Regions from separate parts of the Pungitius pungitius genome. Here region 2 is linked to region 1. The links are chromatin contacts, called in public Hi-C maps. All regions are on one chromosome and are shown on one strand. Each heading gives the region's core, a stretch centred on a gene start, on an enhancer-like site or on the middle of the called end of the contact. The rest is flanking DNA. Distances are from core to core; before and after follow the strand shown. Region 1 holds the start of cdkal1 (CDK5 regulatory subunit associated protein 1-like 1). Region 2 holds the start of sox4b (SRY-box transcription factor 4b).

Region 1 (3,287 bases), core at 772-3,271:
TAGAAATGACTAATGACATCCAGGTCAGCTACGAGGCCAGGGGCACTAATTTAGGCTTCAGCATGTAATAACAGGCCCATATACACAATATTCACAAAACGTTCTAATAGAGCCTGTTTTGTAAATTGAGTGTTTTTACGGTCTTCTTGGTAATGCTGTTACCTGAGGATCAAGAAAAGCTAAAGGACTTGGTGAACAAAGAGCTGCAGCAATGACTTTTTGTTGTTTGCAAAAATCCCGTCCGACTGGAGGGAAACGTTGCTGCTGTTAGTGTGAACTTCCCTCGATCCGATTGATGTGCGCTGGAATAAATGCGTGTGCGTTATGTGAAAGATTAGCCTGCCAAGTGTACCTTGATATACAGTTTTGTAAAATGTTCACAGTGCACAAGGTACTAGCGCATGGAAGTCAATGCCATAGTTAATGTCATAGTGTGTATGAGTGAGTCTTTGAATTCCCATTTCTCATAGAAATTACACATGTATAATTCAGACGTGATGTTGGATAACATCACACTATTCTTTTTATATGTCTGATATTTCTCTCCTACCCTGATTTAATGAGTATGCCTTTGCTCTTTAACCAATCTCAGTCTGTTGCATCTTAAATTTGAATATTTGGGTGCACATTTAATCGGTAGAAAAGCAGATAACTTGCAATATTATTTTTTGTTTTATTTTCAATCTTTCTTCCTCCATAAGTTATTTACGTCTTGCTTTCATCTCTGAAAAAAAGTAGTACACGTCAAATGATGCATACATGCACTCATTGTTTTGCAGTTGGCCGATCTTCTTTTATGGCCATTAGGAGACATTGTCTTCGTACCCCACTGACTCATTATCAGTGACGTGTGTGTGTGTGTGTGTGTGTGTGGGGGGGGGGGGTTCTTCTGTGACACTGTGTGTCCGTTTTTATTTTTGATGATGCGAGCAGGGAATCTTATCACATTTCCTTTTCTTTTCTGCCTTTTATGGAGAGTATTTCCTATTGAAACAACTGCGTAAAATCGAAACGCAATCATTAACATCCATTCAGATGACAAGAAAATACAGGTTTTCATTTTTAGTGCTACTGCAATTGAATGTAAAATTTAACTTGAATGCACAGAAATGTTATGATCGACAATACAATCTCTACGCATAAAAAAAATGTATTTACGGAGAAAATCCAACTCAATATTTTCCCCATTTGGTTCACTAATGTTTGTGCTATTTTCTAATATCATTAATAAAGGTAATTCTATTTAACTCAATCTATTTCAAGTGACCAGAATCTGGTTCGAACATGATGGAAACAGTTTTTTTTGGGAAGATTGTACCTTTCCATGGGTTTCTAATGGAATGTTGAATATGTGAATGCACCGCTTAAGCTTGTGTCATTGCCGGTGAGTCTGTCAACTATTTGATGGGTTACGTGAAGTTACAGCTCCTTCATTTCTAATGTGTGATTCGTGTTATTAAAGCTTACAGAAACGCAGCATTTGGTTAAATGTGGTGTTAACTGTAGTGTAGACGATTGAAATAGCACTGTTGTACCTGCTATTTTTCTACGGTTATTCTTAAGCTGTCACCAAATAAAATGTTCTGTTCGGTAAATCTAAAGGTTGTGAAAAGTTGTACTATTTCATAGGAAAGCATTGACTGTAAAATAATATTGCTGCCTGTTTCCGGTAATTACAGAAAAATATCATCACAACGGAATTTGAATGTTTGAGTGAAAGGTTCCATCTGTGTGCTGTTGTATGTTTGATCTTTGTATGTTATTCACTTGTACAAGTTTCTTTAACATCTGTTTAAATGAAGTTGAGTTGCATTTGTTTGGGAGGGGTGGAGGTGGTAAATGGACTTGTTTTTTTGTACCCTGGGTGTTTGTAATTGAAAATTTGAATAAAGGCTATATGAATATATAAATGTGTTTTCATCGTCTTTAAGGAGGAGTGTTTAAAACCAATGAAATAAACCATTTAACGTCATCGCGCTGGCTGAATTAACGCTACATGCTCACAGAGAGAATAGTGAACTCTGCTGTTTGTCCCTCTTCACCCACCGTAGCTAAGCACAAGTATGGCGGATTGAGACACCTGTTTTGATTGTGTAAATAGTACAATTCTCCATTTGTAAAGCACCTCTTATTTCAAAAGTCGTAGTTTTCTAAACCAATAACTACATCGCTTTCCAGGTAAGAACGTTTCACAGCGTCGGGGGAGCGCTGGCTGTCCAAAATAAGGGCCACGTGGGTTGTAGCTAGCCAAAGAGGCTAGTCAAGCTAAGAGACAGCTTGCTCAAGTTACATAAATAACTTTATAATCAAACGGTAGCTTGCCAAGTATCTATCAAATTAACTTCATTTGATGTTCGTTTGTAATATGTATTGGCTGAAATGCATGCGTTCATGGCCATGCGCTTAGGTTAACGGTGACAGTCGAGAGTAATTTAAATAGTATAATAACGTTACTTGACGCTACTTGAGCTGTTTGCTAAAACGTTATTAACGTATCTACGAGTAGCTAGGTTTGTTTGATAAAGCTATCTAACGTTATTCTGTATGAACATAGTGTGCCAACTTAAGGTGTCAACTACAATGAAGCTAACGTTAGGTGGCGTTGTATGTAACGTATCCAGCAGTGGGAAACACCAAGCTAACGTTAGCTAACCTGCTGGCTAGTTAGAAAGCTAAACTCCGTTATACGGCAAACCTGGTAAGGAAAGAAGCTATAGTATCATATAGGTTGGTTAATGTACATTAACTACGACAATGGGAAGTAAATGAATGCTTGACCTGCCTGTTTTCTGTTACCGATGCAATTACATTCGTGCACATTTTCAGTGAAAGGAAATTAGGAAATGTTCTGAGGCTGAGTGATAGACGACAACCCTTCACTGAATAACGTGATTAACGGTAACTCGGTTGTGTCAGAAGAAACAAATTCTTCAAGGTAATGAAATCAGCATGCTACTTGTAGAGACAACTTCCACGTTGCATCTCCGTGTTAATCACCACCAGATACGTATCTAGAGTTTTATTTCTGTTTTTTAATAATACTTTAGAGAAATGCATTTTCTACATAACCTGGTTTTTGGATTCAGTAATGAGTAATGAATATCTTGACGTTTCATTTGTTGTCAAATGTATTGTCGAGCTCCCACAATCTACAGAAATTGATTCTTTAGATAATGCATCCATTGTCAAAGTGATTTTCTAAGATTTTCTTCTCTCAAATATGAACTTTTGTTGCAATTTTTTGTCTTAAATTTGATCTAAAAAACTAAAGCATTTGATGAAATTAC
Region 2 (3,488 bases), core at 83-2,582, 230 kb after region 1:
CCTTAACTGATTAAAAAGTGAAATAAGTGAGTGATTATTTTGGGGGTGTACTGCGTATGATCCGAAGAAACAAAGTTGACTTGTGTTTACAACATAATGGTTTCTGTTAATAAGCATTAGAACCAAAAGCAAAAAGTACAAAGATGGCAATGATTATGTTCGCACGGATAGTGTAAAGTTGGCAGGTCAGGCTCATAAACACTGTATTTTACATGTTATCATGACTCAGGAAGAAATCAATTTTTCCTGTTTGATTGGCAATGCCGGTCATGATCGTTTTGTTTATTCTGCCAATGCTATATTTTATACACAACTTTTAACTTGGAAATTGCACTTGTTCCGTGCGTAAAAAGAGAACCGTTGCGTAAATGCGCATTGCCGCGCATTCTCCTGTCACCTGCTCTTGTTTGTGTCACCGCACGGCAAACTGCACTCGTTGTCAGTTTAGAGGGGTGCGGATGTGTTTGCTCGCAGACACAATCTGCACACATCGCCACCTGCTTTTCTTCTCCGCCTCACTTCTCTGTCTGGTGTGCGGGAGAGGGCTGGTTCGATGAGTGTTGTGTGACAAAGGACCGCCCAACCCCACCTCACGGAGAGAGAGAGGAAGGGGGGGCAGCGTCAAGCATACAGCTTGGTTCTTTTCTCACACCAGCTAAACGACGATGATGTCTCCATGAGATGTTTCTCTGTTTATGAGGCGCTCGTTCAGAGGCTTAACTGTTGAACATGTTGATCTCGATCAGTGACCACCTGTAGGCAGGTAATCATCAACTAAAAACAATTAACTAAGCAATTAGTAAATCCCCACTCTTTGATTTAAGTGGTTATTATTGACATTATTGTTGTCACTGCTATTATGACAGCATCATTCACATAATGCAGGTGCAGTGACTCAGAGTATCTCTATTCAGTAATAAAGGTGTGGAGCATTCATAACAACAACACTGGAAATGGGTTAATGGTATTACCAGGGTCTATTTGATGTATTCTGTATTACCCAGGCACCACAGCCTCGTGTTACGGTTCCCATGTGGTGAAGCATACTTAGCTCCCCATATAGCTGTTGGTTAATGGTATCCACACGGGCTGGTGGTAGGAGGGTAAAAAGGGCTTCCATAACATAAACCAGTGTCTCTTTAAAAAAAACTGAAGTTTCTTGTTGTATTCTAGAATGAGGTCAGACACGAGGCTCCTCATTGCACGCGCTGATTATTATTAGATTCCATTTTGGGCCAATCAGCGGCGAGGGGGCGTGGGTTCAGCTCAAAGGCAGGGTAGTGACAGACTCCTATTGGTGGATTTTTATCGCCGTTGTATCTCGTGGAAGGGATAAATACCAGCAAGTGGGACCGAGACTGGAGGGCTGCTTGCAACTCGGTCTACAGATGGAAGGTGGACTGTGTAACTCTAGGTGTCTTTTTTTCCTCCCCGGCACGCATGGCTTTTGTTTCTGAGAAGAGGGAACAGAGCTGATGCAGAGAGAAGCACTCGCGTCTCACACTGTAGGCTTGGGAGCCTTTTTGGAAGTGCCCGAGCGCACGGCGTGGCACTCAGTGTGCGCGCAGCAGCCGCACAGACTGCGTTCAGTCCCCACACGGCTGAACCGATTCTATAACACAGAAGGGAGAGACTGAGAGAGAGAGAGAGAGAGAGAGAGAGAGAGAGAGAGAGAGAGAGAGAGGGAGGCAGATAACAGTGCACTCAAGGAAGAGTGGGGCTGTGCTGTCTGTTTTATCACCAACGGAAACTGGAAATTAAACTGTTTTTTTTATTTTCACACATCCAGCCTTTTAAGGCTACACTGGACTGAACTGTTCCGAGTTTACTGCACACCTCGGGAGTGAATTATTCCTTTGCGCTTTTTTTCAAACTGAAGAGGAGGAGAAAAAGAGCTGAGTTTGCTTTTAAAGTGAATCGCAGGGACCAAGGAGAGAGGGATAGAGACTCTGTTGCGTGTAGCCGGGCAGCATGGTGCAGAAGATGAGCCACGCGGAGAGCACCGCCGAGGCGCTGTCCTTTTTCGCCGGAGATTCCAGCTCCGACTCCGGGGCGTGCATGGACCTGGACCCGGCCGCATCGCCTCTCTCCCCGGGCTCCGCGGCTTCTTCAACCGCCGGGGACAAGCTGGGAGAGAACCCCGCGTGGTGCAAAACGCCCAGCGGCCACATCAAGAGGCCCATGAACGCGTTTATGGTTTGGTCGCAGATTGAGAGGAGGAAGATCATGGAGCAGTCCCCCGACATGCACAACGCAGAGATCTCCAAGAGGCTGGGGAAGCGGTGGAAGCTTCTCAGAGACAGCGACAAGATCCCCTTCATCAGAGAGGCGGAGCGTCTCAGGCTCAAGCACATGGCGGACTACCCCGACTACAAGTACCGCCCGAGGAAGAAGGTCAAATCAAGCGCCTCCAAGCCGGGCGGTAACGGGGACAAGGGGGAGAAACTCAGCAGTAGCTCCAGCAGCACCAGCACCAAGACATCCTCCTCTTCCAGGAAGAATGGATCCAAATCACCCAGCAGCAGTAAGTCCCACAAATCACTTTTCGGGAACAACAACAGCAGCAGCAGCAGCACCAAAGCATCACCGTTTGCCTCTGACCACGCATCAGAGCACCACCACAACTCCCTCTACAAGTCCAAGTCGGTCTCCTGCTCTTCGGCCAAGCTCATACCGGAGGGCAAGAAGCCCAAGCGGGTGTACGTGTTCGGGAGCAGCGGGGCCAACTTGAGCGTCAGCCCCGCCTCCTCCTCGTCCTCCTCCTCCGTGGCGGTGCCGGCGAGCCCCACGCTCAGCAGCTCGGCGGACTCAAGCGACCCGCTCAGCCTGTACGAGGACGCGGCCAGCGGCCGGGAGGAGGGGGCCGACTCCCCCGCCAGCAGCAGCAGCGGCAGCAGCCCGGGCGGGTCTTCGGAGCGCAACGGGGGGCACACGTACAGCAGTCGGCGGGCGTCCTCGCCGACTCCCTCCGGCTCGCACTCGTCCGCCTCCTCTTCCTCCTCCTCCTCTTCTTCGGAGGACGACGAGGAGTTCGAGGACGACCTGCTCGACATCAACCCGAGCCCGAGCTATGACAGCATGTCGCTGGGCAGCTTCGGCTCCTCGGCGCTGGACAGGGACTTGGATTTGAACTTTGAGTCCGGCTCCGGCGGCTCCCACTTCGAGTTCCCCGACTACTGCACGCCCGAAGTCAGCGAAATGATCTCCGGGGACTGGCTGGAGTCCACCATCTCCAACTTGGTGTTCACGTACTGAGTGAGCAGAACGCACGAAGGGAGAGAAGAAGAAGACAAACAAACAACCCCGAGAGGTGATGTCCTACGAGCTGAAATGTGACCACACACAGAAACAACGCAGTTCCTGCGGGGAGTGGGCGTAATAGTTTGTGTTATAACTAGCCTACAACAGACTAGTAAAAAAAACCCACTGAAACTAGTCCAGATATAGGCAAGAGCTGCAAGTCCTTGGGAGGCTGAACTTTCAAGCGA

What was found. Hi-C and Micro-C count contacts between places; a contact is called where the count stands out from the background.
Region 2: a Hi-C map of muscle shows a contact between it and region 1, with 3 times the contacts expected there. The contact joins the promoter of sox4b here to the promoter of cdkal1 in region 1. A contact is called at or near these places in 2 of 2 Hi-C or Micro-C datasets (both in muscle).

Annotation. Positions count from the first base shown.
Region 1 is chr11:237,191-240,477 of fPunPun2.1, forward strand. cdkal1 (CDK5 regulatory subunit associated protein 1-like 1) reads left to right here and starts at 2,022. Exons shown (of 15, transcript XM_062565521.1): 1 at 2,022-2,178. LOC119197987 (transcription factor E2F3-like) reads left to right here. Exons shown (of 8, transcript XM_037454743.2): 8 at 1-876.
Region 2 is chr11:467,765-471,252 of fPunPun2.1, forward strand. It overlaps sox4b (SRY-box transcription factor 4b), which reads left to right and starts at 1,333. Exons shown (of 1, transcript XM_037454464.2): 1 at 1,333-3,488. The coding sequence starts at 1,972. The coding sequence ends at 3,255.